Linked DNA regions of Mus musculus: regions 1, 2, 3, 4 and 6 are each linked to region 5. A link is a contact called in public Hi-C, HiChIP or PLAC-seq and promoter capture Hi-C data. All regions are on one chromosome and are shown on one strand. The core of a region is the stretch at or near the end of the contact, and the rest is flanking DNA. Distances in the headings are between cores, read along the strand shown.

Evidence for each region. Promoter capture Hi-C pulls out the DNA fragments that hold promoters and counts their contacts. A called contact is a pair of places that touch in the nucleus more often than the background predicts. HiChIP or PLAC-seq counts read pairs in DNA pulled down with a chosen protein or histone mark. Capture Hi-C pulls out chosen DNA fragments and counts their contacts.
Region 1: a promoter capture Hi-C map of pancreatic islet shows a contact between it and region 5. The contact joins the promoter of Nsmce3 here to the promoter of Fan1 in region 5. A contact is called at or near these places in 12 of 39 promoter capture datasets (the 3T3-L1 cell line, the C10 cell line, the HPC-7 cell line and 8 more), 4 of 484 Hi-C or Micro-C datasets (B cells, the G1E-ER4 cell line, erythroblasts and 1 more), 6 of 115 datasets of contacts at active chromatin or transcription factors (bone marrow-derived dendritic cells, bone marrow-derived macrophages, effector CD8 T cells and 2 more) and 3 of 9 other capture datasets (adipose tissue, liver and pancreatic islet).
Region 2: a contact with region 5 is called in an H3K4me3 HiChIP or PLAC-seq map of forebrain, with 4 times the contacts expected there. The contact joins the enhancer-like site here to the promoter of Fan1 in region 5. A contact is called at or near these places in 3 of 39 promoter capture datasets (the HPC-7 cell line, cranial neural crest and maxillary cranial neural crest), 6 of 484 Hi-C or Micro-C datasets (the AtT-20 cell line, embryonic limb bud, embryonic somatosensory cortex and 3 more), 17 of 115 datasets of contacts at active chromatin or transcription factors (T-cell acute lymphoblastic leukemia, astrocytes, bone marrow-derived macrophages and 11 more) and 3 of 9 other capture datasets (adipose tissue, embryonic stem cells and pancreatic islet).
Region 3: a contact with region 5 is called in a Hi-C map of erythroblasts, with 2.1 times the contacts expected there. The contact joins the enhancer-like site here to the promoter of Fan1 in region 5. A contact is called at or near these places in 11 of 39 promoter capture datasets (the 3T3-L1 cell line, the C10 cell line, the HPC-7 cell line and 6 more), 6 of 484 Hi-C or Micro-C datasets (B cells, ECoMG-derived neutrophils, embryonic stem cells and 2 more), 9 of 115 datasets of contacts at active chromatin or transcription factors (the NIH/3T3 cell line, T-cell acute lymphoblastic leukemia, effector CD8 T cells and 2 more) and 2 of 9 other capture datasets (adipose tissue and liver).
Region 4: a contact with region 5 is called in a promoter capture Hi-C map of pre-B cells, with 2.1 times the contacts expected there. The contact joins the enhancer-like site here to the promoter of Fan1 in region 5. A contact is called at or near these places in 7 of 39 promoter capture datasets (the 3T3-L1 cell line, the C10 cell line, the HPC-7 cell line and 2 more), 1 of 15 datasets of contacts at CTCF or cohesin (large pre-B cells), 4 of 115 datasets of contacts at active chromatin or transcription factors (bone marrow-derived macrophages, embryonic stem cells and large pre-B cells) and 2 of 9 other capture datasets (adipose tissue and embryonic stem cells).
Region 6: a contact with region 5 is called in a promoter capture Hi-C map of hematopoietic stem and progenitor cells, with 2.5 times the contacts expected there. The contact joins the enhancer-like site here to the promoter of Fan1 in region 5. A contact is called at or near these places in 5 of 39 promoter capture datasets (the C10 cell line, hematopoietic stem and progenitor cells, neutrophils and 1 more), 2 of 115 datasets of contacts at active chromatin or transcription factors (bone marrow-derived macrophages and embryonic stem cells) and 3 of 9 other capture datasets (adipose tissue, embryonic stem cells and liver).

The regions. Positions count from the first base shown.
Region 1 is chr7:64,870,963-64,875,773 of GRCm38.p6, reverse strand. It overlaps Nsmce3 (NSE3 homolog, SMC5-SMC6 complex component), which reads left to right and starts at 2,734. Exons shown (of 1, transcript NM_023239.5): 1 at 2,734-4,092. The coding sequence starts at 2,856. The coding sequence ends at 3,695. The region is part of intron 2 of Fam189a1 (family with sequence similarity 189, member A1); the gene reads left to right.
Region 2 is chr7:64,722,408-64,727,401 of GRCm38.p6, reverse strand. All of the region lies in intron 6 of Apba2 (amyloid beta (A4) precursor protein-binding, family A, member 2), which reads right to left. Among named protein-coding and RNA genes, the nearest start is that of Nsmce3, 150 kb to the left of the region's middle. Within about 2 kb of position 1,306, at least 33 of the 459 cell types and tissues checked have an H3K27ac peak or open chromatin away from gene starts, as enhancers often do. A contact at or near this core is called in astrocytes and forebrain, where this site is marked.
Region 3 is chr7:64,047,181-64,052,124 of GRCm38.p6, reverse strand. No RefSeq gene overlaps it. Among named protein-coding and RNA genes, the nearest start is that of Gm20670, 7.6 kb to the left of the region's middle. Within about 2 kb of position 3,339, at least 268 of the 459 cell types and tissues checked have an H3K27ac peak or open chromatin away from gene starts, as enhancers often do. A contact at or near this core is called in B cells, ECoMG-derived neutrophils, the HPC-7 cell line and 6 more, where this site is marked.
Region 4 is chr7:64,018,861-64,023,127 of GRCm38.p6, reverse strand. It overlaps Gm32633 (predicted gene, 32633), which reads right to left. Exons shown (of 6, transcript NR_169109.1): 5 at 4,172-4,267; 6 at 1,719-2,319. Among named protein-coding and RNA genes, the nearest start is that of Gm32633, 34 kb to the right of the region's middle. Within about 2 kb of position 1,412, at least 67 of the 459 cell types and tissues checked have an H3K27ac peak or open chromatin away from gene starts, as enhancers often do.
Region 5 is chr7:64,372,785-64,377,343 of GRCm38.p6, reverse strand. Fan1 (FANCD2/FANCI-associated nuclease 1) reads left to right here and starts at 3,288. Exons shown (of 14, transcript NM_177893.4): 1 at 3,288-3,409; 2 at 3,590-4,559. The coding sequence starts at 3,841. It overlaps Mphosph10 (M-phase phosphoprotein 10 (U3 small nucleolar ribonucleoprotein)), which reads left to right. Exons shown (of 11, transcript NM_026483.2): 10 at 1-176; 11 at 540-803. The coding sequence ends at 689.
Region 6 is chr7:63,988,364-63,993,259 of GRCm38.p6, reverse strand. All of the region lies in intron 1 of Gm32633 (predicted gene, 32633), which reads right to left. Among named protein-coding and RNA genes, the nearest start is that of Gm32633, 4.0 kb to the right of the region's middle. Within about 2 kb of position 1,504, at least 62 of the 459 cell types and tissues checked have an H3K27ac peak or open chromatin away from gene starts, as enhancers often do. A contact at or near this core is called in hematopoietic stem and progenitor cells and neutrophils, where this site is marked.

The DNA.
Region 1 (4,811 bases), core at 1,485-3,984, 500 kb before region 5:
AGTCAACCCCTAAACAGAAACTAACAGTACCTAAGCACCCTGCCAGCCCCTGTGCTAGGTCCTTAGCAAACAAATCCCAGCTAATTCTTTGAATTCGGAATTCCTTGGTTTCAGATTGTTGGTCTGGAAGCTGAAATTTGGAGTGTGGGTAGCTTTTCCAGAATTGTAGTCTAGATTCCCTGAGGCCAAAGTTATATTCTTCAGGGTCACCTTGTCTACGTTCTACCTATCTGTTTCTCCATGAATGAAAGTAATAGACCAACAGGCCCCACAGGGTTGGTGTGAGGCTGAAGAGGCAGTGTTTGCAGTTACCTTTGCAAAGGCATTGACTCTTGCCTTTGCCACCTTCCGTGTTAGGACTTCATAGTTTCCATTGTCGGTTGGAAGTAGGATGCAGGGTCTGGGTGACCTTCTCATTGCAACTTCTAACCTCCATTTTAATAACATCATTCTGTGCCTGTGTTTTCTCGTCTGCATCCTGGATGGCATGGAGAAAGGTGTTTTGAGATTTAAAACTGTATCCTTCTTCCTGTGTTTTGAGTCATGATCATCTGCTGTCTGTGTGGGGGGTGCTGCTAAAAGATGCTGTGGTTTCTAGTCTTGGGTGCTAGCCTAGCTTCTGGAGTCGCATGGTTCTCTGTGAAGAAATTAACACAGAAAATACTGAAACGCAGCCTGATGGCTGACAGCAGCTCTCATCTTATTTTCCTTTTCTCTCTTATCTCTTGGCTGCTGAAATTGTTTGGCTCAAGGCACAACTGATCCTTCTGGAGGGACCTTTTTGCAGATTTTTTAGATCGCAGGAGGCTTTGATGAACTTAAATACAGAATTCAGTATGCAGGGAAACTGAAGCAGATGAATGGAAGAGTGTCATGATGCTGTGTTTTATTTAGTTGGTCTCGGTCCATTTTGTGTTGCTGTAAAATAATGCACAGAGTGAGTAAACTGGAAATAGGAGAATTGTCCTCCACTCGTGACTCTGAAGGGTGGGAGGACTAGGGGCCAGGTACCACATCTGTGGAGCATCACTGTGTCGTGAGAGGTTTAGAGAGTACAATGGCAAAATTGATTTAATCTTAACTCATTACAGAGAACATGGCATTCATTCACTCATGAGGACAAAGCCCTCTTCAGTGGGGGGATTACATTTCCAACATGCAAGCTTTAAAGGACACATTCAAACTGTTGCAGCCTCTGCCATTGCGACCAACCTTTGATGATGTCTTCGTAGACCCTGTATGGAATAGAAAGTTACTGCTCAAAGCTCACTAGATTTCAGAACACTTGAATCACAACATGGGGTGGGATTTTATATTAGCATTGCAGGTCCCATTATCAGAGTGCATTTTCATATTGAATTATAAACAAAAATTTTATGCTGCTTACATTTAATGAAATTTTAATAAGGCCATGTTTTGGTGTTATTATTCAAATAATGTGATCTGAATTGCTTTCCTCTGAATATATTTGCATTAAGGAGGAAATCAATTTGAGTTCGTTCTCTGAATAGTTTACCTATTTTCTTGGTAGCTTTAAAAAAGAGAGAGGAAAACTCAGTTCCGTTGTCAGTAAATGGAGAAGAAACCCATTTGCTGAGATCCACAGCAGTAATAGCAACAGACTGCTGATGGTTTGAGTTAATGAAATGACTCATTTTGTCTATTAGAGTTGCACAATTTAAACCATCTACAAGCCACACACACCACAAATTATAAAGGATGATAGCTCTTCTCTTTCTTATTGAGATTTTAAAGCTTATATATTAAGAGAGAGAATTAAGAAATTCACATTATTGCTACTCCCAATCATTGGTAACCTAAATTAAATGGTAATCTCTGGAGAGAGCAAGTGCCTCTGGGGTTAGCATTCCTCTAACATGTTTCTGCTAAAATTGTGGATGTGGGTCCGCGGCAGTTTTCCCAAACATGTCTTCCAAAAGGTCAGTCCACATTACCAAACTAAGTCACGTTATTGGCAGTGCTTACGTGGTTTCTCATGGTCATCTAACTGAAATTCAATGAAGAGAATGTGAACCTGAAAATTGCAGAAGTCTTGCTTTTAAGAATAACTTCCCTTACAGACTCAAGGGATTGTACAGAAATTAACTGGCCAGGTGGGAATGAACTCTGCCAAGGACAGATACCGGGACAGGGTCCCCTAGTCTGTCATGTCCCGCATTTGGTGCACAAGTCAACACTTTTTTTTATTTGGGGGGGGGGGGGGGTTCGAAACAGGTTTTTTCTGTGTAGCCCTAGCTGCACCGGAACTCACTCTGTAGACCAGGCTGGCCTCGAACCCAGAGACCTGCCTGCCGCTGCCTCCCAAGTGCTGGGAGTAAAGGCGTGCGCCACCACTGCCCGGTAACTCTTTTTTTTTTTTTCTTGACTTTCCAGATCTTTTCCTCCTCTCCCTTTATTTTCCCACCCGCACACATTTATCCTTTGTGTTCCATAGACAAACTTTGTAGCTTAAAAACTAACCAAAAACTATTAGACGTGTCTAAACAGGTGTGCCCTAGAACTCAACCGCACACTTGCCGAGAAGTTTTGGTTCTTGTTTTCTATTTATATGAGCTCATAAACACCATTCAATTCTCATTAAAACTGGGGATAAAGCCCAGGAGGAGCTGCTGCCAGCGCCGAGGCCCTCCGCATGCGCAGTAGCTATGAAGAGTCCCCGCCCCCGCAGGCTGGCTCCCAGTCGTATCGCTCCGCCTCCCGGACGCAGCGCGCCGGCGACGTGACGTCACGCGCGCGCCGCAGCTTCTCTCCCAGCCTCTGGGGCGCGCTCGCTCGGCGGAGTCTTCTGGCGGTTGCTGCTCCCGATCGCGGCCTGCTCTCCGCCGACCGGGGACATGTTGCAGAAGCCGAGGGGCCGCGGTCGGCCCAGCACGCAGGCTGACCCGGAGCGGGACTGGGGAGGCGCTGGCGAGGAAGGACCCAGCACGTCCCGCGCCGCGGGCGGCTCCTCCCAGGGCTCCCGCGCTTCCCTGTCGGCCCCGACCGTGGGGCCGCGCACTCAGAAGCAGCTGGAGCTGAAGGTGGCCGAGCTGGTGCAGTTCCTGCTGATCAAGGACCAGAAGAAGATCCCGATCAAGCGGACGGACATCCTGAAGCACGTGGTGGGCGACTACCGGGACGTGTACCCCAACCTTCTGAAGCTGGCCGCCGAGCGCCTGCAATACGTGTTCGGGTACAAGCTGGTGGAGCTGGAGCCCAAGAGCCACAGCTACATCCTCATCAACATGCTGGAGCCGGTGGAGGCGGATGCGGAGATGAGGGGCGATCAGGGTACCCCCATCTCGGGCCTGCTTATGATAGTCCTGGGGCTTATCTTCATGAAAGGCAACACCATCACCGAGACTGAGGTCTGGGACTTCCTGCGACGGCTCGGAGTGTACCCCACTAAGAAACACTTAATTTTTGGCGACCCAAAGAAACTCATTACCGAAGACTTTGTGCGGCAGCGCTACTTGGAGTACCGGAGGATACCCCACACCGATCCTGTGGACTATGAATTACAGTGGGGCCCGCGAACCAACCTGGAAACCAGCAAGATGAAAGTTCTTAAGTTTGTGGCCAAAGTCCATAACCAGGACCCCAAAGACTGGCCCACACAATACTGCGAGGCTTTGGCAGATGAGGAGAGTAGGGCTAGACCTGCAACTGCTAGTGCCCCAGCCACATCCTCTTGAACTCTTTGAGTTATGGTCTGAGGGACTCTGGAGATCCAGTATAAAAGAACAGGGGGAATGGGGGTCGGAGGAAGCTTGATTCTGCTACGCATAAAGGCCTTGGAGCGTTAGGATGTGTTGCAGGGTTTTTTGTTTGATTTTTTTATTATTATTATTATGGTTTGGAGCTTTAAATTTTCATTTAATTGTCTTTTTGTTTATAAAGAGTTTTCTAACTTTCTAAACCTAAATGAAATTGTATGATGCCAAACATATTCAAGAAGGAACACTTTGGTAAATTGCTTTGATGTTCTAGACGATAAAGAAACAGGGTAGCTATTATCTTAATGACTAGTTCCTGGGGAAAAATAAAAGTCTTTTTAAAATTGAAAATAAAATTGTTTTAGCTTCTTGTCAACACAGCTTTAAATATACATATTCTGTTGGGTGTGAGCACTTGTGGTCCCACGAAATCTATGTGATGTGTTTTCTAGCATTTTTATATTCATAATCATAATTCTGTTGTCCTATGGGTTCTACTTAAGATTCTTTTCTAGTATAACAAATACTATACTTTTGAGTCAGTTCACCATTATTATTATTATTGTTTCCCTGTTAGAAATTGCGGCTAAAAAGGAAATGTCATGATTCCAGACTTTTTTTTTTTTTCCATGATAAGCTAAGTCAATGGTGTTGCAGAAGTGTGTGAATGTGTATTAGAGCAAGTTGTAAAAATCGTTAGGTCTCCGGTTTATAAAACAGTGTCGTGTCGTATCGATTAACCAGGCCTGATTGGGAACCACACTGCCCAAGTGCAGATCCTGTTCCACCAGAAGAATTTAGCTTGTGTATCTGTAGAATCAAGTGTGCCCTTAAGGTGAATAAATAGGAAACGAGATAAAGCTGAGCAAAGCCCTGGTGTGGAAGAATAGTTCTTTAGAAGAACTCAGGGTGATGTCTGGTGCGGACAGACCAGTGTGAACAAGGCTACCACAAGATGAGGGGCACTTTATGTTGCTATAGGTGAGTCAGGAAACAAGTTCACAGATTCCTTGGAGTTCTTCATAGTATCTGGCCAAACACTGGGCACAGGCAGTAAGTACTGTTGTTCTGAGAAGAGTTGCAAGTTCGTCATCA
Region 2 (4,994 bases), core at 57-2,556, 350 kb before region 5:
AGAGGGGAGAGAAGCTGACAATGATGGTACATGAAACATTAACCATTGCATAAACCAAGTATGTAAAGAAACATCGAATGACCCCCCCATAAGACCCTATATGAAACTTAAAAAGACTATGCTACTAACTATGTTAAATGTTATATATGGCTGTCTATATGGGGAAGGCTTCTACAGAGAAGGTAAGAGGGAAGCAGCCGGGACTGAACACCTTTATGCATGCCCTGTGTTGTGTGTTTATCTTAGACCCATGCAAGCACTTTGCAGAGTCATAGTCATACTGACAAAAGCTTGGTGTTTATTGAACTAGATTTTGTTTTTTTAAAAAAAGGAAAAATTTATTTATTTATTTATTTATTTATTTATTTAATGTATTCGAGTGCTCTACTTCCATGTAGACCTGCACTCTTGACAAGAGGGCGCTGGATCCCTTACAGATGGTTGTGAGCCACCATGTGGTTGCTGGGAATTGAACTCAGGACCTCTGGAAGAGCAGTCAGTGCTCTTAACCACTGAGCCATCTCTCCAGCCCCAAATGCTTGTTTCTAAGAATTCAAAAAAAGGGGGGGGGTAAATGAATCTGAATACTCATTTGTGACATAATCAAAAAACTAACTATGTCTCCCAAGCATTACAAAAAGCTGCCACGGGCACAGCATGGATCTAGGATAGGGTGTTATGGGAAGGGAGGAACTATAGGTCCCAGAGCCTCCCCGGGCATGGAGATGGTTCCTTCCCCCACTTGAGGCCATTTGGTGGTCCATTGCTGCTGGGCTGTGCTGGAAAGACAAGAATAAAAGCCAGGAACTCCTCACTGAGCCTCTGGGCTGCATCCTTGGCAACATCGATACTGCTGTCTCTGGAACTGGAGCGTGAGTAGCAGAGTTAAGACAAAAGCATAACCCCAATCCCATTGAGAATTGGAACCTGGGACAAAGGAACAAGAAAGCTCAAGTGCAAGGACTCCGAAGCCCCAGGAAAAATGTCCCTGTGAATCATTATGCAGTGCAACTTTGAAAATATAGCATACTAGTTATTGTTTATTGAGTATAATTGCATAAAAATTACCCCCGAATTTAGTGGCTTAAAACATCAAACACTTATTATCTTGGGACTCCAGCTATGGCTCAGCTGGGGCCTCTGGCTCAGAATCTCCATGGAGGCTGTAGTCAAGGTAATTGTGAAGCCTGTTACGATCTTAGGGCTGAACAAGAAAAACCAATTCCAACTTCCCTGCCAGGGCTGTTGGCAGAGACTTAGGTCCCTTGCCTGCTGGCCTCTCTGGAGGGCAGCTGAGGACCATAGCACAGCAGCTTGGCTCCCTTACAGAACAAGCAAGAGGGAGAGAAGCACAAACTGCTCTGTCTATAACCTAATCTTGGAAGCAACATCCTATTCAACTCTTTTACCAGCTCATGGTCAGGGTGAGGGGTATGCATGGCAGTAAGTATCAGGAATTGGGGTTGCTGTGAGCTTTGTGCCACATACCACATGTGACTACTTCCTAAGCTCTGCAGCAAGGAGCCTCAACCTCACCCAGATTTTAGTCTCTAAGCAGTACTTCACCTTGTTCCACGATAAAATAAATAATTGACTTCACTCCCAGGACAAAATAAATAAATTATGTCAGACTATTGGAACACACTAAGGCTGCCACGAGAAGACTTAGGAACTAACCTCCAAAGGCCAGTTGATTAGAGGTATGGAGGCATCTATAAGCAAGATGTCTTCAGGGCCACTTCATCAGGCTGTGACCCAAGGATGCCCAGTGATAGTCCCTAAGCCCACTGTTTATACTTTTACAGGTTGGTGGGGAAACCCACTCTATTAAACATTGCTAAAGTGAAGGATTCAAGACTTTGCCAGCTTTTCTTGTGTGCACTATAATCAGGATAACCAAATGCCTGACATGGAGAAGTTTGTCCATATAGAAGTTCACAGAACCAACAGCCAGGAAAGGATGCTATCACAGTAACCAGTAAATGGATCTAGACAATGATCATTGATTGTCACTAAAATCATCAAAAGAGAGATAACCAGGTTCTGTGAGCTTCCTAATAAAAGATGATATTTATGAAGTTCTACCCACACAATCAGACTGATTATGACTGCTCCATATCTAAACCCTGACCATTTTCCTGGGCATAGACAGAGGACCATGCAGACAATGCCATCGGGAAGCAACCATACTAGCCTAGGGTGCAAAAAGTGCCATCAGGTGAACGATGCAGATTTATACTGTGTGTCAACAAGACTGCTATGAAAAAGAAACCAGTCATGGCCAGCTTTAATTTTCAGCATGATGCGTCCTCTGAACCAGCCTCCCTGGAGGAACTGTCTAGATCAGATGTGGGCATGTCTGTGGGGGCTTGTCTTGATTGCTAATCGAAGGAGCAGAACACAGCTCATTATGGGCGGCACTTTCCCTAACACTGATGCTGGGTTATATAAGAAAGCTGGGTAAACACATAGTCTTTGAGCAAGCCAACAAGCAGCAGTCCCTCCATGGCTTCTGATTCAAGCTCCTGCTCAAGTCCCTGCTCTGACTTCCCTCAGTGATGAACCATCACCGGCAAATGTAAATCAAATACACCTTGTCTCTCCAAAGTTGGCTTTGGTCATAGTGTTTTCCTCACAGCTACAGAAAGAAAATTAGAGGGGAAAAAGATTAGTGCAGGATCTATAAGAGATAGAAGAGGATTATAAAATCTATCAACCAGGCTCAGTAGGGAAGCTTGTTTAGATTTCTATTCAGAGGGACACCATGCATGGGCAAAAGCAAACACTAGCTGGCACCAATGACACAGAAAAGATTGCTAGCTTTATTTTAGTTGTGGCAATGGCATTGAAGTTATTTTTAGTAGAGTTCCTATATTTTAAAGATACATAATTGAAATACTTAAAGGAAAAATGGAATTGCTTTAGAGATCAGAGGAGAAAGCAGATAGAGGCTAAGCACCACAAGTCGTAAAGAGGTGGTGACTGTGAGTCTGACGCCGGCGACCGTGTAGGGTGAGGGGGGTGGTTCTGTTGCTAATTTCTCTATGTATGAAAATTTTATGATAAAGAAAAAGGATGGGTCTCTCAAAAGGGTGGTGCTTTATCTTTAATAGTGGCATTTCCCACTATTATGCAACACTGTTCCTTATTTTCTACCCAATTCATTGAGACAAGAAGAAAAAGAGACAGGAAACAGAAAAGGAGGATGGAAAACATTCTAATTTGCAGATGGTAAGATTCTATGCCAGGAAGAAGCCAAGAAAACAAATAAGAATGTATTTTGGGCTGAAAGAAAAAAAAAAGAAATCTAAGAAAATTGACTGAACCAATGGTTTAGAATTTAATATAAAAAATCAATAACTTTCTTTGTACTTACAAACAAGTCAGAAAAATGGAATGAAGCAAAAGATAACATTTATCAAAACAATATGTGGGATAAAATACCAAAGAATAAACAAAGGGGATATGTGTCAGAGTTTATGAACAAGCTTTAAAGATAAACCTGTTTGACCTCATGGGGCCAGAAAGCCTCTTTGGGCTGGGAGATGGATATCTATCTGTAGAACTGTTGCTCTCCTTCTAACTAGATAAATTTAATGCACACCAAATAAAGATGTCAAGAGAAATGCGTGTGTGTGTAACTAAACAAGCTGATCCTATCTATCTATCTATCTATCTATCTATCTATCTATATGGGTGGGGGTGTACACATACACAAACACACAGACACACACAGCCATACAAAGTCTCCAGGGAAGGTCTGAAAAATGGGGACAGGAACATACTATACCATGCTGTAAAATGCACATAAATCCTATGTGTAAAGCAGCCTCAGTTGGAACCTAGTGAGCCATCCCTGCATAGACTCAGAGCCAGAAACACAGCAAAGGCAGGGCTCTCCGCCAGTGATGTTCTGCCACAGCTAGTCAACTGCTTGGGTGCATGGTGCTCCATATGTAACTAACCTCTGTTTGTATCCATATGCCAAAAAAATGGCAGATGAATCGAATTTAATTTTTTAGATCATAAAAGTTCTAGATGAAAACTTTTTAAAAAACAACCTGAACAAGATAAGGATTACGCAGACCTTAAAGACTGAAAAAGGAGGAGATCGATCATTTGGAACCATAACAATTTTGGCAAAGCAATATGTAAGAACGTATGTGTGGTATGGCATGTGTGTGAGTGTGTGTACACAGGTGTGGGGTATGTGGGATATATGGGGTGGAGTGGGGTTGGGGTGTGAAGGGGTGGAGTTTGTGTGTGGGGTGTGTGTGTGTGTGTGTGTGTGTGTGTGTGTGTGTGTGTGTCAGAAGAAACCAAAGCTGGGTACAGTTGCTCATACCTGTGACCTTAGCACTGAGGAGACTGAGTCAGGGGATTTACAAGTTCAAGGCTAGGCTGTGCTACAGGGTGAAATTCTGTCTAAACATAGAAAAGCAATACCACCAAAATATAGATAAGCATAACCCAGGAAAACTTCCCAATGAGCTCACTTCCTTTAAGTGAAAAAGTAGCACAGATCCATAGGAAACACAAAGGCCAATCCAGGGCTTAAGGCAAGCACTGGTCAAAGTATAAGAGCATTCAGCCTAGGAGAGTGAACCCTGCAGAACTAGCATAGAACATGGTGACCATCACCAGCAGATACAAATCCCGACCTTCAGTTCAGACAGCTGTGGACTGAAATAACCTTTAACTGCATGTGAACTGAACCTGTACAGCAATATATTCTTGTCCTTATCCTCTCAACACTATAGCATAATAATCAGCTATACAGCATTTACCTGCGTTGGGTGTTCTATGTCACAGAGAGGTCAGTCAGGTACACTTGAGTATGTACACCACAGGGTCCAAGCATACACTACACCATTTGCTATACAGAACTGGAGAATCTGGGAGGAGCCTTTGGATCTCAAAGGGATGATTGTATGTTAAGGATTTGCTAAGACCATGGATCTTACTTAGTATTCTCTCTCCACACTAAAGGGGAC
Region 3 (4,944 bases), core at 2,090-4,589, 330 kb after region 5:
GAGGCAGGCGGATTTCTGAGTTCGAGGCCACCCTGGTCTACAAAGTGAGTTCCAGGACAGCCAGGGCTATAAAGAGAAACACTGTCTCAAAAAAAAAAAAAAAAAACAAACAAACAAACAGGTTAAGCTGGGCGTGGTAGTGCACGCCTTTAATCCCAGCACTCGGGAGGCAGAGGCAGGCGGATTTCTGAGTTCTAGGCCAGCCTGGTCTACAAAGTGAGCTCTAGGACAGCCAGGGCTATACAGAGAAACCCTGTCTCAAAAAAACAAACAAACAAACAAACAAACAAACAAAAAACAGAATAAAAGAAAGAAGGAAGAATTAAAAGAGGAAGGAGCCTGGGGAGATGGCTCAGTGGGTAAGGTACTTACGAGTACAGATCCATGGAACCAAGGTAAACCTGGGTGGTGGGCACACACATCTGTAACTCCAGCAGACTACAGAGAGATGGGAGACACAAACAGGACTCCTAGAAGCTCATCTGACAGCAGGCCTGGCATATGTACAAGTGGAGGACTAGAACCAACACTTGAGGTTCCACTCTGACCTCCACACAAATGCCATACACGTGCAGGATTTCACACAAGCATGCTTTGATTTTCAGATTCATGCGCATGTGCACACACACACACACACACACATATATATGCATACAAATATACAGGAATGCACACACATACATGTGCACACATGATTCAAAGAATAAAGGAGTGGAGGGGAAGGAAAGGAGAATGAGCTTTCAATCCATTGACAGATAAAAACAAGACACAGAAAAGCAAAGTAAAATGTCCAGAGGAGCACAGCTAGGTCCAAGCAGACCTTGTTACTGGCTCTCCCTTACCAACAATCACACAGAAGAGGAAGCGATAGACTATTGCGTCTTGCTTGAGAAAAAAACCTGTAGCTGGTCTAAGGCAACAGGGGCAACAGGAAATGGCAAGACTGTCGATGACAAATGATTTTCACCTATTATTTGGGGGAAAACATGTCCTGCCATGCATGTGCATTGTATTTCATAAGACAGACAAAGATGCCTCCCTTCCACACCCTGTTCTTCTGCTGCTTGGCACCAACAGCTTGTTCTGTTTTCAAATGTGTGTAATACCTATGACAGAGATAACCAGGGCCACAGTACTGTGTGCCAGGACAGCAATACTAAAAATTCATCTTCAGGTCCAAATATATTGAAGTTGTCTCTTTCCCACACATTCAAAATGAGCAAGGCTTTCATTATGCATCAAATGGGGAAATTAAGCAGGGCAATTATCTGTCTATTGCCCCAGGATAGCTTGGGCACTGTTTAATCAGACGTTGCTATGGGAGGCTGCAGACAGCTCCTGACCATAAACAGACATTAAAGAGAGTTACTTCATAAAAAATAAAAATAAAATAAAATTTAAAAAGTCTTCTAAGTCTTTATACCCAGTGTTGGTTTCCCTGAGAACTTCTGAACCTTAGAACTCGGCTGGAGTTTAGGGAGAGGAAGGAAGATTCTAGAAGGTGATAAGTAGACTAAAAAGCCAAATACAACAAAGTTAAACTAAATTGCTATCTTTCTCATAACTGAATTGGCAGGGCCCCTGCCTTGCTTTTCTTGGGAGTAGTGTTCAAGAGGCCCACAGGGCTCTGTATTTATGTTTGATGACTGGTCTGAAATCCTAGAGCCTTGCAGCCAGCTGGCAGAGCCTGGTGCGGCCCGTGTGTCGCCAAGGGCAGAATCAGCAGTACTGGCCACAGTTCAACCCAGAGGTGAAGAATCCTGGGTGGGCGGAGACAGGGCCCAAGCTCTCCCTCCTCAAAGGCCTGCTGGATCAGAAACAAAGAGTTCTGATTTTCTATGGGTCACGCTCAAAAGCCATATAACTTTGTCCTATTTGCCATTTTCTTAAGGAGAAAAAAAAAATTCATGATCATGGGGTCAGTGGGTGGATTTAATAGGGAGATTGAGAGTTCTAGACTTAGTGTGGGGGGGGTGGGGTGTCAATATTTCTTCCATTCTGTAGCACCTAGGCTTAGCCGACCTAGGTACCCCTGAGAATGGCAGGTAAGGACCCTTCCTCTCTCCCTCAACAGGGAGAGGCATGAAGAGACAGGATAGCTCCCTCATCAGCAGTTCTGTCTGGCTGTAGGCTACTGCTCAGCAGAGCTGAGCCTGTCACTTCCCCAGAGCCTCTTCAGCCCCAGACACTTTTCACCCATCTCCTCTCTCTACCCTCTTCCTGTCCCGCTTCCCTGTCCTACCCCTTGGGGTATTTCACTGACTGAACACACAGGAGGACAGCTCACAAACTAACAGCAGTCCTGGGAGACAACTAGTGCTTGCCAAACAATGGGGCCACACTGGCAACCAACCTAGATACAGACGAGGGGGGGTTGGGATAGTAAGAGGACAGAAGCGGTTGCCTGTGTCATAGCGCTAAATGGAGCTGAATACACAAAAGGGTGTATGTGTACCACGGTGCAGTAAACATAGACTTCATATTTGACCAGGAAATAACTTCTCAAACCTGGCAGTCCTGGAGGGAGACTGGGCCAAGCCCAAGCCCCTCAAGATCTCCCTTTTCAGAGAGACTTAGTCCAAGCAAAGCGTTGTCTAAGGCCAGCATCCCACTATCAGCAACAGGAACTGTGGCAAGCTAGCTAACAAGGCCTCCAGATTACGTGAGGGAACCAGGGGGGCAGGGAAATTTTCAGTGAAAGCCTTTCTTATCTCTTTCTACAGAGGCCCAGGGCAGGAGAGTTCAGGGTGCCTGGAACACTGTCCGACATCGTGAGATACTAAGGACAAGTTGAATAGTTACTAGGGCTAGCCCAGACCCCTAGTCCTTAGGTTTGGGGGCCATTTCTTGCTCTAAGCTATTCTGCAGAGGCAGGCATCTCAGGACTGCTAGGGCAAAACGCAGTCACGCTTGCCTTAGGAATGGCCACAGCCAGAGTGGCTAGGGTAAGAGCCATCTAGACATTTAGAGATCTGTCCCTGGGGATGGGTGATGGAGCACCCTGTAACCTACCCGCCCCGCCCCAGGAAACTGGCTTAGGGTGCTGAAACATGTGGCTGACACCAGGGGCAGGGAGGAAGATGGCACCTTGAATGAGAGCTGACCAGAGGAAGCCGTTTAGAACAACAGGCAGGCAGAAGACAGGGGTCACTAGGGCGTCTTGCACACCCATCTCCCCAACAGTCCCCAGAACAGTGTAGTCAGACAAGCGACAACTCCGAGATTAATCTGGGAGCCTGTGGCCTGGGTCAGGGACGGTAGGCGGCAGTCACCGGTGTCCTGAAGTCTCGCAGCAGCCGCTCAAGCCCCCATTCCCGCGGTGGACAGGCAGCCCCGCCCACCCATGTCACGTGCCATCTCCAGTTGCACCGGAGACACCAGCAGACAGAAGCCCTGTCCTCCAGCCCCAGCCATGTCGCTGCCTGTGCTGACCCATTTTCTCTCCCACCACCCCAGCCAGAGCCCAGAATACACGCAGCCTCCCAGCAGAGTGGGTGCCACCCGCTCTCCCTACCCCCACGCCCCTCGCATGAGAGGTTTGGGGAAGTGGGTGAAGGGAGGCTGAGGGAAGAGGGGTGGAGGGAAGACAGAGAAGGCAGGAGAGGAGGAGGAAGGAGGGGGAGGCCACTCCAGTGCCTGCTGCCAGCTAAGGAGGAAACCTTGAAACTCAAAAGTGCACACCAGCCCCAGGCTAAGGATTCCAGAACTCCAACTCCACGCTCCTGCCCTAGAGGCTCCAGACTCGGTCTTCCCCTTTCTGTAACACTCATCTCCCTAGCTAGTCTTCCTCAGGCTTGGATATTTTTGAACAAGACCATTTCTTCATTGCCTATAAACTTGGGGAACTGAGGGTCCGTGGTGCAAGAAGGAAGAAGGTGACTGAAACTGATGTCAGCCTGGCGCTGGGAAACACGGGTCCTGTGGCCTCTTTCTCTGTCCTCAGAGGACACTCAAAGGCCAGTTGAAGTGGCCTAGCTGCCTAACATCACACCTGAGAATGTCTTCTGTCTGGCTCAGGTGCTCAATGCGTGTTAATGGCTTGCTGGAGAACATTCACAAACTGTCCCTCACAAAAGGACATTCACCAAGTACAGGGATGCATGCTAACACACTCTTCACAGAAACTGGAGCAGAATGTTCTAGAGCTGAGGCTGATTAAGTATTTACCAAAGGCCAAGCCATGGTCTGGGTCTGGGCACACCTCAGTTTAACCTCACACATAGCTCATAAAGGTTCATTACTGTCCTCCGAATTTTTCAAAGGAGGAGCCTGAGCCATTGCAAGAGTGGACTGCACGCCTGGCTCACACAAGCAAGACAGCCAGGATTGGAGTCTGTCTGGCTTCAAACAGTAAGATAAAGACTAGGCCTTTCCAGTGCCTATGTTACATGAATTGTTTTCTCACTGAGAGTACTGTTTGCTGCCACCTTTCTAAGACACCTAAGGAAGAAGTGGTAGCCTTGCACAACTGAAGCTTTTACAGGACAGTGGGGGGAGTCCTGCAGCCAGCCTGCTCCTTATGTGACCCTGTCCACAAGCCTAGACCCAAGGTTCCCCTCAGGTCAGGGATACAGAAGAGTCAAGGGCAGAGACCCACACTGACCTTGGAAACCAGCTAGGTGACCTTAGGGCTGAGACATGCCTACCCCCAGAAGATCTAGATGTCACAATTGGAAACAGAACAAAGTATGGTCTGAGGGTGACTTTGTCCAGCTGTGGTATCAAGTCTGGTGGCAGTCTGATAGTGGGTAGGTAGTGACTCCATACTGCCTAGGACCCTGTGGGAGGGCTAAAGAATCAAGATTTCTTTATTATCCTCAAACATTCCATCTCCGATTGTGATTTTGATCATCAAGCATGGCTCAGTAGCTCAAGGACTTGCTGAGCAAGCCTAATGACCTGAGTTCAATCCCTGAAAGTCACTGTAGAAATAATGAAAGATTC
Region 4 (4,267 bases), core at 163-2,662, 350 kb after region 5:
AATATGTCATTGTGGCTCATTTGGGGAGGTGGTCAGCCAGCCCTTTGCTCTGGGCCTCTATCAGGACATCAAGGTGGAAGGGTGGGGCAAGTATCCCTTTTACCTCAGGGCCCACAGAAAGGAAGAAAAAAGGGGCGGGTCCCACTTCCTTTCAATGCCCCCAGAGAGTAAGTAACAGAACTCTTCCGAGGCCCCACCTCTTAAAGGTCCGCCAACTCTCAAAGGCACCACGTGGGTAGGAAGGACACCTTCCACACCAGGCCTCTGGGGGAAATTCAAGTTCATATTCAAGCTCAAGCATCCTCCCTTATGACACCTGTGGCCAGCCTGAATTAGGATCTGTCCACAACCTTTTACAGAGCCCATCTCTGTTGGGAGTGTTGAAACTAGAAAGTTGCAACAGGAAATGTGAGATTACATGGTTTGGACTCTCACTGTGTGGATCCTGGTTATCAACATGATTGGCTCTAGAGTTAACTAAGAGACAGACCTCTGGGCAGGTCTGTAAGATCTACCAGAAAGAGTCAACTGAGAGAAGGCTCTACCCCAAGTGGACAGTTCCTGTCAGCAGCAGTAACCCAGACAGAAAGAGGTCAGAGAAAGTCACCTGCCTGCTTGCCTTTGCACACACACACACACACACACACACACACACACACACACACACACACACACACCCTGTATGTAGATTATGCTGTCCTCAAACTCACAGAAAAGGCCTATCTCACCACTCCCAGATTGCCTTTGCTTCTGGCTAGTAAATGTGTCCTTCCTATTTTGCTGCTGACCTTGGAGCCCATCTTCCATGGACAGAACACCAGACTCTCCTGGATTCCTCAGACCTTTAGCACTAGATTAGATTGGGGCTGCTGAGGTAGCCAATTGGACTAATAAGCAGTAAATGTGTTTTCAGCCTTGGTAGCATGCAGACAGCCATTGCTGGGCTGTGTCTATCATATAAGCCAATCTAATCAATGGCTGCATAATACGTACTCACCCAATTGGGGCTCTGTGCCTATAGAGAATCCTAACCAACATGTGCTATGATGCTCTTTTGAGCCCCTTGTCTGAGGGACTAGCTGAGTAGTGCGGCCACACCCTCATTCCTTGCTTGGCACTGGGCGTCTGTCCACACCCCAGAGAGCAATCCCTGCCTCCATGACAGTCATTACTCCTTCTCTCCAACCCCCACACTTAGCTATAGTTGCTTGCAGTGTGATTTTGCTTTCAGTGGGATGTGAGGGGCGGAGACTCTTTAATGTGCTCTCCCTACAAACGTGTGTGTGCATTCTTTGGAGTGAAGGAGGCAGCAATCTCAGAGTGTGATTTCAGAGCCAGAAGAAGTAGGTCACACTGAAGTGGGGGCTCTGCTGCTCCCGGCTGGCAGTGCTGGCAATTGTAATGACAGTGCACAGGTTTGTGAGGTCATCGCCTGGGAATCCTGTCACAGCTGCCAGCTGGTACTGGAGATGGGGATATGAGAGCTCTCTCCTTGGGCTCCAGAGGCCTTTGCTCCCTATAAAGCAAAGCTCAGTGGGTGGAGGGGAGGGGCTCTGCCACAGTGCTGAGCTTGGGGTCTTCCTTGAAGGCATGTTCTGCTGAGGGAGTGGACAGACAGCACATGGGCAGAACACTGGAGACCGTGGATGTTGGTAGCTGCTTCTCTGCAGCCCCACCACCCTGCCACACCCTCCAAAAACCACCCAGTGTGAATGGAAGGTCTTTCAGGCAACACATGGCCGCCTCTTCTTCTTCTTTTTTTTTTTTTAAGATTTATTTATTATTTTATGTAAGTACACTGCAGCTGTCTTCAGACACACCAGAAGAGGGCATCAGATCTCATTACAGATGGTTGTAAGCCACGATGTGGTTGCTGGGCTGGGATTTGAACTCAAGACCTTTGGAAGAGCAGTCAGTGCTCTTAACCACTGAGCCATCTCTCCAACCCCTGGCCTCCTCTTCTATGAAGACCTCTCTTCCTCATCCCTCCCCTACTACCTCAGGGCAGCAAGGCGGTACTTTTGTGAACTCTTTTCCTATCCCATAGTGACCTTCCCGGGCCGCCGGAGGCACAAGCTGGCTACCTTAGACTGAGTGAGCTTCCGTAGCCTCTGCAGTGGCTGGTGGTGGTTGGTTGGTTGGTTTGTTTGTTTGTTTGTTTGTTTGTACCAGCTAAAAATTCAAACGCTTCTCCTTGAAGAAAATTGATTTGTAGAAAAACTAGGAAAATGTGGTGATCCAAAAAGCCACGGTGACCAAGGGAAGGCTCCATTTGGCTTCAGGGACAGTTTCCGCTGCTTGCTACTATCCCTGTTGGCCCTGCAGGCAACAGAAGCAGGCAATTGTGTTAATGCCCTGCAATGCTCAGGTAAGGACTGGAAAGAAGAAGCCCTGCTTTTCCCTCCCTTATATTCAATCCTAAAGGCCGAATCATAATGGCCATCCTTGATTTGAGACTCGGTGATGACACTCAGCAAATTCCAAGTTCTTCTCATGCTTGCTTCTGCCTGCCTCTCTTAGGACCCTCCCTTAGGAGCTTCAAATGTCCAGAAGAAGGTTGTTCATAGTGGAGAGAAGACCCTAGGGAGGGAGAAGCAGAGGGGGACACCTAGAAGCCCTGAATGTCTAAGCTGTCTCTGCACAGGAGCTAGATATGCGAAAAAATGCATCTGAGATTGCCAGGGCTCAGGCACCATCCAACTCTAACCAGGTCAGACCCCAAGTGAAAACAGCGTGGTTGATCCCTGTTGTCTCCCAGACCCTTGCTCACTGTGACAGATTCATTTTAATCATGCCACTCTGTCTGCAAGGCCGGTTCCACAGCAGTAGTTAACTCCACAGCAAGGATCCCACTCTGTCCTCCGATGTGGGAGATCAGGTCTGAATCCTCCATCTGACCAACTCACACTGAGGTCTGCAGAGATCTAGATGCGGGAAAGCACACACGGCTCCTCCCAGTCATCCATCCACCCAGCTGGTACAGAGGTATTCTGGGAATGTGGCCTGCATGCAAGGGCCTCTATCTGGAAAGGATGGGATGGGAGTGGGAGTCCCTGTCCTCCCATGGGAGGAGTAACTAAGAAATAGGTATGCCTGTCACACCCCTGATCCTATGTTGTCAGCTCTAAGCTGGTATCACATTGAGCTAATGTCATTTCCTGGATCTAAGTTGGTTCTGCTAGGGTCCAATAGCAAGCTAGCCTTTGAGCTTTGATCTTCTGTCCCCTGTTGGAAGGTTATACCTGGGCTATCTCCCAGACTGACAGAGACATGGTGTCAGAACCTTCTACCATGTTGCAGCCCTGCATAGAGGCTCTCCCTCTGATAGCTTGCACATGGACTAATATTGGTCAAGGCAGAAGAGTGCTTGACTTCATTCTGGAGTCATAGTTCAATCCTAGGAGTAGCTGGATTCTTCCTATGAATCCAAATGCTTAGTTATATTCACAGAAGGTTTCTTACCCAGTGAAAATAACTAAAGCTGAGGCAATTTTCTATGGAGTTGAAAGAGCTTTTGTGTGAAGGGGACAAATCCCTTCTTTCAGCCTGTTCTTCAATTTCAGTGACCACCAAGAGCCTCCTTAACACTCTTGCCTTCTCCAATAAACAGACGCCTCTGCACTTGCTGAGTTTACAGATCATCATTCACTGTGCCATATTGCTAGGAGGTAGGTAATGCTACACACAGGGAAACTGAGGCTCAGAGACATGGAATGGTATGGCTAGAATCCATTCCAGCGCCAGTGCCCTATGGTGGCATACAATAGCACAGAATGTCATTCCAGGTCATGTTAGAGAGACTGAACGAGAGAGGTTCACCTAAGATCAGGATCAACCAGCGGTTAGCTGAACCCAACCAAGACCTCTATTTCCCTGTGGTAGTTCTTAAGCAGGGTCACAAGTTCTTTGTAACTCATGTGGTCAATCTGTTCTCTGAGTTTGAGCTACATGGAGTGACTCACTTCCAGCAACAAGAATGCACAATATTGACAGTGTGGAATATCCATTACTAGTGTCTGAGATTCCCCCAGTGGATGCTCATGCAGGGTCTGTAAGTGCCCGGAAGACAGGGATCAGATCACAATGTCTTCTTTTATTCCCAGTACCATGTACTCTACCTGGGTACTCAACAGCTTCTTTCGTGAGGAATGGGAAAAACAAACAAACAAACCTTCAGAGGTGTTTCTCCAGAGATATTTGTGGATTTGATACATCACAGGTGACCAGGAGATGTTCGGCACCTGCCACCGTGGTGTCGTGGAAGCGG
Region 5 (4,559 bases), core at 2,039-4,538:
ACAAGAAACGAGAACGAAGGAAAAAGAAATATCAGAAGCGTTTGAAAATAAAGGAGAAGGAGAAGCGGAAAAAATTGCTTGAAAAGAACAACCCAGATCAGTCTAAGTCCAGCAGAGCAGCAGCTTCAGAGAAGCTCAAACAGTTGACCAAAACGGGCAAGGTGTCCTTGTTAAAGGTAAATAAGGGGAAGCCCGAGGGAGTATGCAGGGTATGCATTGGGCTGTTTCTCAACTAGGATGTCAGAGCTGCCTCTGCACTCTAGAGACATACTACTCAAGGGTGGTCTCAGCATCTTATAGCCTCTCAGATCTTTACAAAAACAGGTCTGGCGGCAAGCTTTCTTCTCTCTTCTTCCCCCTTAAGATACAAGGGTGTTGAAATACTGGAAAATATTTGTTAAGGGAGCTGGTTGAATTCTTGTAGTGGCTTTTCATATTTATGCATTTATTCATTGTTGTAATCATAATGTACTGCTATAGACTTTGGGTTTTCTTACATAACCACATTTTATAACATCTCTGTTTTGTTTTAACTGCAGGATGAACGAAAAGATAAGCCCTTAAAGTCATCTCAGGCATTCTTTTCTAAATTACAAGATCAAGTAAAAATGCAAATTAATGATGCAAAACAGCCTGAGAAGATAAAGAAGAAAAAACAGGACATTTCTGTTCATAAATTAAAGCTGTAATATATTTAAATATAATGTATAAATCTGTAAGTTTCTGTCATCGTTATGTTTTATAATAAAATTCCTGAGCCCTCTCTTAGTTTGTTTCCTGTTGTTTTAATAAAGACCATCACCAAAGTCTCTTGTACAGGAACGGGCTTATTTCATCTTACAGTTTACAGTCCATCACTGAGGGACTCGGAGGCAGGAACTGAATCAAAGACCATGGAGAAACAGTTTACGGGCTTGTTCTCTCTGGCTTTCCCATCTTTCACATACAACACAGCACTATTTCCTAAGGGGTTGTACCGCCCATAGTGGGCCAGGCTTTGCCTTTGTCGGTCATTGGTCCAGGAAATGTCTCACAGACTTCCCTACAGGAGTCTTTAGAGGCATTTTCTTAACTGAGGTCTTTTTTTCCCCTCAAGTTGACAAAAAATAACCCTTATTTGCTTGATGGGAACTGTTTGAGACTTCATGGTGCTGTGGCAAACTTAATTGGAATGCCTTTCTGGGACCAGAGGTGGCGCATACCCATAATGTCGCCACTCTGAAGATGGAGGCTGGAGGATAAGAAATTCAGGATTTTCCTTAGCTCCATAGTGAGTTAGACACCAGCTTGGATCACACTAGACCCTAGAAGAACAAAAACCAAATAATAGAAAGCGTGTGGGTTTTTGTGGTTGTGAAACAGGCCTGAGCTTCCACACCCTCTCCCTGCACTGGTGCTCTCCACTTTCTCACCGTGTTTCCTGCTATGAGAAGCACCCAGAGCCTGCCGCTTTGCTCATAACCAGCTGTCTGTGTACATAGTGCTTTGACTTCTTGATTTTCTTCTCCCACTACTGTGTCTTCTTTCACAAAACAGCACCTTCATGTGTGTGGCTTACACCTTCCCCTGTAGTTTTGGTTTCTTTAAAAATCCAGTTAGGTTATATGAATATGTTTTTGTTTTAATCCCAGGTGTGGGATACGGGGCTGCTTCAGATTATATACAGCTGTGAAATATTACTGTCTTCTGTTGGGGTTAGGGGGATTTTACCAGTTGCAGATAGTTTACTTCTGGGACTCTGGAGAGGGTCTAAATGCCAGAGCCCGGAGAGAGCCTGTGGTAGCTGCTGCTCCCCATGCTCCTGCCTCTGCTGCTGTTGCATCTGCTATTGCTGAATTGCTGGTTTGCTGGACTGCTGGATACTCTGATGAAGAAGGATGGACGACCCTCAGCAACAGAAAGTAGCCTATAGAAGTCTATGCCTCCTTTCCCCTCTAATATTCTTTCCTACCTAGCGTTAGGGAGGTGGAAGGGAGAAGGGTGGAATAAGAGATGGAACTGAGGTAAAGATATGAGAACCTAATGATGTAATACAACAAATACGCCAACATTTTCCCCTTTGTCCATTACGTTTTCTTCTTTCTTCAGTCCCATTTGCTCCGGCCCAAAGATGTATTTACTGTTACATGTAAGTACACTGTAGCTGTCTGCAGACACCCCCAGAAGAGGGCGTCAGATCTCCTAACAGATGGTTGTGAGCCACCATGTGGTTGCTGGGATTTGAACTCAGGACCTTCAGAAGAGCAGTCAGTGCTCTTAACCGCTGAGCCATCTCTTCAGTCCCAGCCATTATATTTTAACACATGAGTTTGGGGGCCATTCTCTGACTATGGCCCCACTAATAGGACATTTAAAAATCTCCCCAAGTTGGTGTTTGTTTCTGAGACAGAGTCACACTATGCAGCCACAAGAAGCCTTGTAGACCAGGCTGCCCTCCATCTCAGATCCGCCTGCTCCTGCCTCCCAAGTGCTGGCATTAAAGGTGTGTATCACCACGCCCAAAAACATCCTAAATTTTATTCAAAATAGGATTTATCTTTTTCCTCTGAATAAATACTTTTGAGTAATTATCTCATCTCCCCACACTTTAAGGTGTTAGTTTTAGCAGTGATTTAACTATTACATAGTTTGTATTTTTGTGGAAATTTTAACAATTTGCTATACCAGGCTCTTGTATGTGCACATAGTTAGGAACTACATTTTAAGTCTAATCGGACTAGTTTTACCTTTAAAGTATATTAATCATGACCATTTCCTGTCATTATTGACCTGATTTATTTGGTTTTTCTATTTATTTTCTCTCTGTTCATCTAACTTTCTCTGGTCCTTCTTTCATGTCAAGTCAAACTAATCATAAAATATTTATCATGATTAGCGTATCATAGCGTTTCATTAATTTTTAGTTGTGTTAGGAATGCTGGGTGAGATGACGGCATGGCTTTAATCCCAGGACTCTGGAGGCACAGGCAGGATGATCTCTGAGTTAGAGGTGATCCTGGTCTACAGAGTGAGTCTGTAGGTCTACAGAGAAACCTTTACTCAAAAAACAAAACAAAAAGGGATTACCACCACAACGGTTAATGTTCTGCTACCTTAGTGTAAAGCTCTTGAGGTAGTAGAGTACAATCATGTCACAGTTTCCTCAGTCTACACACTCCATTTCTCTTTTGGTCCGCCTTCTGCTCGATCACTCTGTCCTCCACTAGCTGAGCCTTGGAGCGAAGACGCGGGGATCGGCTGGGGATGCCTGTAGCGCCTTGCTCTGGCTGGTCCGGGCTGCGCAGAGCGACTGCCCGCCTTGTGGCCCTTTGAGAGCGACTCAGCCTGTTCCGCTGCAGTGAGTTCAGGGGAGTCTGAGCGAGTCAGCGTCCTCTTTTTAAGACAAACGGTTCTTAGAAAGGCCCTGAAAGTAAGTGCAGCTTGGTCCTTCCGAAGCGAGGGACACAGAGCATGCGCGGAGCTGCAGGTCCGCTCCGATCTGTATCCACTTCAGGGTTCTCGTTCCAGAAGTTGCCATTCTACGTTTCAGTTGTCGGCCGACCCCGTAAATGTATAAAAATATTTTTAACTCATGTATTTTATTTTGTAGGAAGAAGTTGAACGAATAACGACATCAAATGCTATTTCACTTTGTATTAGTTCACGGCGAGAGTAAAAGTAACCCTTTAGGGTCCTTCACCTGGGGTGGCCGCTGTATTAACTGATGAGGAGGTAGCAGGGACCCTTTTTTTTTGTTGTTGTTTTTACTAATTCAAGCCAAGTGAATGAAAGTAAAACATTTCGGTCCTTACCTGAGATGACCTGATTTTCTTCTTGGGTCGCCCACTTTCTCTAATAGTCATGCCGTCACAAAGGAAATCACCTGATCAAAAAAGACCCCGTAGAAGCTTATCTACCAGCAAAACTGCAAAAAGCCAGTGTCATTCGATTACTTCGTATTTTAACAGTGCACCACCTGCTAAACTTGCATGTTCAACTTGTCATAAAATGGTGCCCAGGTATGACCTCATTCGGCACCTTGATGAGTCTTGTGCTAACAACGGTGTTGGTGATGACGTTCAAGTAGAGCCTGCTCAGGCTGGATTAATGAGTCCAACTGTGCCTACATCAGATTTACCCAGTGGTCCTTTAGAGAATGTGACACCTCAGAAATTATCACCACCAAAGAGAAGTTTAATTTCTGTCCAATGTGGTTCAAAACTGGGCATACAACAGCAGACCAGTCCCTACTTTAAAGATGCCTTAGTGTCCAAAGATCAAAATGAGCTTCCAAATCAGAGTGTAGAAATTATGCCTTTGGGAAGTCTGACATCGAAATTGTCCAGACGATACTTAAACGCTAAAAAATCACTCGCTAAGAATGAGGGACTAGCCAGTCAGTGCCCACAGACTTCTCCGTCCACACCTGGCACCAGCCTGACTGATAACTGTCCAGAGATGGAAGACAAAGATGAGGTTTTGAACAGTTCCCAAAAGGAAAACATTTATTCATGTGCACCTCTAAAAGAAGAGAATGCTTCAGAACAGAAGGTAAAGAACAATAAAATAACGGGAGATGA
Region 6 (4,896 bases), core at 255-2,754, 380 kb after region 5:
CTAGGAAGCGGCAGGTAGCCATCTCCAGCTGTGGCCATATGACCTTGAACTTTCCAGCCTTGGAGACTGTGAACCTAAAATAATCAGTCTTCTTTCTTTACTTTGTCTCGTGTATCAGACAGTCCTTAGAAAATGGACTCATGGCTTGGCCAAGGTTGAGAGCCACACTGACAATTTGTTGCAGAGGCTGAAGATGAAAATCAGACAGTGGACCGCTGACTAAGGTGGACCATGAGCCAAGCCAGTATTTAACTCCAGCCACAAGGCTATGGGACAAAAGTAAACAAGAAGGTTCTAGAAGAAGGGCTAGAGCCACAGGATTGGACATGCACCTCCTACCCTGCCTGTGAGGAACTATTCCTTCTATCTAGATTTGGCATTTGCAGTGGTCAAGAGATAAAAGACAAACTACACTAAACTATGGGGAAAATCTCTAGACACCCTGACCAACCTCCTCCTGGCTCTCTTCATCTTTGCCAGCTGTGAGAAGTAGAGACCTATAGTCCACATCTCTGATTCCCCAGGCTAGTGTCTGGCACGGATCTACAAATACCAGCACGTTGACCTCCTGGGTTGCAAAGCTTGATTAGGAGGCCCAAATGTAATCCAGGTTGGCTGGGAACAAAGGAACATGGGGCACTCCCTGGGTGGCCTGGCCTTCCAGGGAGGCTCTAGGTGGCCCAAGTTTTCAATCCCAGCTCCAGCCTTCTTGGCTTTGGTTTCAAAGACCACCAGTGCAAAGTGAAATGGATACTATCACCGTGTATGGCCACGGTCTGAAACGTGAAATGGCATATGGTCCTGGCGGGGATCAGGGAGTGGTAGGCATAGCCTCAAAGCCTGCGTCAGCGACGCCTTTCCCGAACCCAGTGGGTGTGTGTTGCAGGAACAGTGGGCTTTCCAATGCAGGAAGCAGCAGGGCAGTGGGTTTTCTCCACTCTGTGGCAGGTTGATCCATTTGGCAGAGGCCTGGCAGGCCCAGATGGTAAGAGGCCTGGAAGTCAGGGCTAAATTTGGACTTGGACAGAAAGGTAAATTTTCAGGAGGCCTCTGAAGAAGGCTGCTATTGGTGATTTAAAAAAAATAAATAAATAGCGCGCGCGCGCACACACACACACACACACACACACACACACGCACGCATGCGCGGGTGGGATTGCGGGGGGGGGGGGGGGGGGCAGATAGAGAATGAATTAGGGAAAGGGTAGCCTTGGCTCCAGAGCTGCCCTGGGAGGCAGGTGGATGTCACTGGGCTCCAGGCTTGGGCAGGCTAATCCCTTACATCATGTTCTCCAAGGCTCCTCCCTTCTTGGCCCTGACTGCCAACTCACAAGGGTGGTTTCCACAGAAGCCCCCCCACCCCACCCCTGAGCATCCAATATGGCCTGCCCCTGCAGGTACAGGAGCCTGGTGCCACCCGCACATGGGCCAGGTGGAGCTGCACCTTGGCCAGGAACCTGCGCAGGAGGAGCAGCTGGCCACCCTGCTCGGGGTGAGGAGAGGAAGCTATTTTGGGTTGAAACCCAGGCTGTGTGAATGCTGTCTACAAAGGAGCTTCTACCCACAGCCTGGGGAACACCATCTGCCCTGAAGAGCGGGCTGCACATGCCAACACGCGGACTTCAAACTCAAGCCCCTTGCAGCTCCATGGAGCCCTGTCTGGGCCCAACCACTCCAGCTTTTTCCTCAAGCCTGGCCTGGCCCTTGCTGTCATGAGGCCTGAGCAGCTGTAAAAGAGACACAGCCATTCCCTTTGTAGTCGGCTTCACCTCCCAAAACTGAAAGGGAGGGTGGGCAGTTTAATCTTATCTTGCCTTACAGAAATGGTAAGTGGGGTACTCAAGAGCAGCTGCTATGGGGTACAGGAGATAGACTACTCCCAGGACTGCCTCATGTAGCAGGGATACCAGGCCTGGTTCCCCATGGTCTTCTCTAATAGACACAATGGAGACCCTGCCATCTCTACACCGAGTCAGTTCAGACTGGCCCAGTCCTGAAGGCTTCTCGATGCTCCCCATGGCCCTGTGCTTGGATAACCAACGAAATGGGAATGATTAGGGTCCCTTGTTGGAAGCCTAGGCTCATCACTCACACACTCACCTTGGTGGTACATCTGCCCTAAATGCGCCTCTCCTTCAACCTGGATCCTCTGCCTGAGAACCGGCATGGGATGAGAGGGTTTGGGAAAAGGGTGCTTCTAGTCTCTTTGATGTCCATCCAGGGTATTAATTTTTGGAACTGGGTAGTACCCTAGCTGACTTCCCACGAGCCCACCTCTTTGGATGGTGGCCCCAGCTGTTATCCAGCTGGCCACTCACTGAGATAATTGTAGCCACCTTGCTTCTGACAATAAAGTGGCACCACCTGTCAACTACTCTATGGCCACCCTGTCACCCACAGCAGCTTTACTGTCATCCCTGGCCCTCAAAAGGCAGTCACACTGAGTTTCTCAACAATGCTTCCTCTTTGACACATTAGTAAATGCAGCAACCTGGGTTTGGACCTCACCTCTCCTCGCTTTTCTCCTCATGGTCCTGGCATTCCTCAGCGTGTAGTTTGGGCTGTCCCTTCCCAGCTACTCCAAGAGTCATCCTATAACACGGGAGCAATGTTGCCCCAGGTCCCTGCCTGAATAGGAAGTTCTGCCTCAGGGAAGGGCTGCCTATGGGGATGGTTCTAACCCATCCGCACTTCCATTCTTCCTGGGTCTGGGCACAGGCTATTGTTCTAGGTGGTGCCTGGACCTGTGAAATCTGCAGCCCGAAACTCCTCCCTCCCCTGTGACACCTGCTGCAAACCATGGAGGAAGCTGCGGATGGTAGGCACACAAAGTGAAGTCGGCCAGTTACAGAGGACATACCCAGATAGCTCTCTCTGCTCATCCAAAGTGTCCAGAGCCCTCAGTTTCATGGAGAGGTGGGGAAGATGGTTGTCTGGAGCTGGGAGGGAAGTTGGGAAGTTTGTTGCTTAACCAGGCAGAGTTTCCGTTTTGCAAGAGAAAAAGACTTCTGTGGTTTGGATGCTATGCTAGCTAGTTTTAGGTCACCTTGACACAGCTGATAGTCATCTGAGAGGAGGGAATCTCAAAGGAAGAAAATGCCCCCATAAGATCTGGCTTTAGGCAAGCCCATAGGACATTTTCTTAACTAGTGATCATTGGGTAAGGCCCAGCCTATTGTAAATGGGCTATTGGCTCTGGGTTCTATACAAAAGCAGGATGAGCAAGCCCTGAGGAACTAGCCAGTAAGCAGCATAGCTATATGGTCACTGTGTCAGCTCCAGATTCCAGGTTCCTGTCCTGTTGGACTTCCTGTCCTGACTTCCTCTGGTGATAAACAGTAATGTGAAAGTGTTGGTCATGGTGTTTCATCAGAGCACTAGTAACTGTAACCAGGACAGATGTGATGGTCACACAGCACTATAAGTCTGCTGACCACCTCTGGCCTATGCACTTAAAAGTGATTTATTTGTTTTACATTGTCTGTTTATTTTTAATTTCTCAAGACAGGGTTTCTCTGCATAACCCTGGCTGTCCTGGAACTTGTTCTATAGACCAAGTTGGCCTTGAACTCAGAGATCCACCTGCCTCTGCCTCCCAAGTGGTAGGATTAAAGGAGTGTGCTGACAGGCTTATATGTATTTTCTAACAATTAGCCATTAAACATGCTCACACATGCATGCATACACACACACACACACACACACACACACCCCAAAACAAACAAAACAACTTGCCTCCTACACTAGATTTTTCATTGCTGCTACAAATGCCTGAGATAAATATGTCAGAGGAGGAGAGACCCATTTGGGCTCCCAGATGAAGTTCTGGTCCATTGCTGTGGCCTTGTGGGGAGAGAGAATTTCACAGCTGTGCAAAGAGGGATCTGGGTAAAGGTTTAGCTACTGAGACCATATTCCCAATGGCCCACTTATTTCACGGAGGCTCTGCTGCTGGAAGTTTCCATCACCTGCCAGTAATGCCATTAATAGGAACCCATCAGTGACTAACCTATTTGGTCAGAGCCCTCAGGAACTAGCTGGTAACCCTCGATGATTTGCTCCACCAGCTGAGGAACAAGTCTGACACTTCATGTCCAGACTGTAATGCCTCCCTCAAAGGGTTCTGCACCCCCCCAGCTGGCTGCATGGGGGTCTGTTCCTCCCTGCCTATCAGTAATCTCATACTGAGAGGCCACAGAAGCAGGTTCTGTGAGATGAACATTATCTGGTTAGACTCTTATCCTTCTTGAGACCATTACATGGTTATCAAGTGGGACGAGAATGGTCACTTCTATGGGGCTGTTATACTCACAGGAGCCTGCAGCTCCCACACCTCCCAATTGCAGACCACAGCAGGCAGGAGCTGAGGATTCCACAATACCCATATAGCCTTGTCCTCCAAACCAGCCTTTCACACTCCTCCTACCCAACTACCCCCCAGCTGCCAAGAATTAGGGTTTCCCTGGATGCTGCAGGGAGACCCTCTCTTTCATATTTTAATTTAATCAGTCTTCTCTCTTCTTCATGAGAGTAGTATTCAGAGAAGACTGTTGTCCCAGCTCTAGACCCCTGGAACTACTCACAGGTCAGGATGCTGCATCAGCCAGCAGGCCCCCTTCGCCCAAGGTCCCTCCTGATAGTGACTGTTTTGCTGGGTACATGCTATCTGGGACCCGGGGTTGGCCCTAGGCTCTGGCTTCTGACAAGCAGTGCCATGCAAAGTTGGGTGTCTTGAAAAGCATGCCTGTAAAGAACAAGAAGAATGGACCATGCACCAGGAGAGAGGACCAGGGAGTCCCAGCATTCCTTAGGAAGATGAACCTCCAGGGCTGAGATCTGCACCATGGAAATTAGTGGAGCACTGGACACAGATGAGGTGGAGTGAGTCTCGCGCTA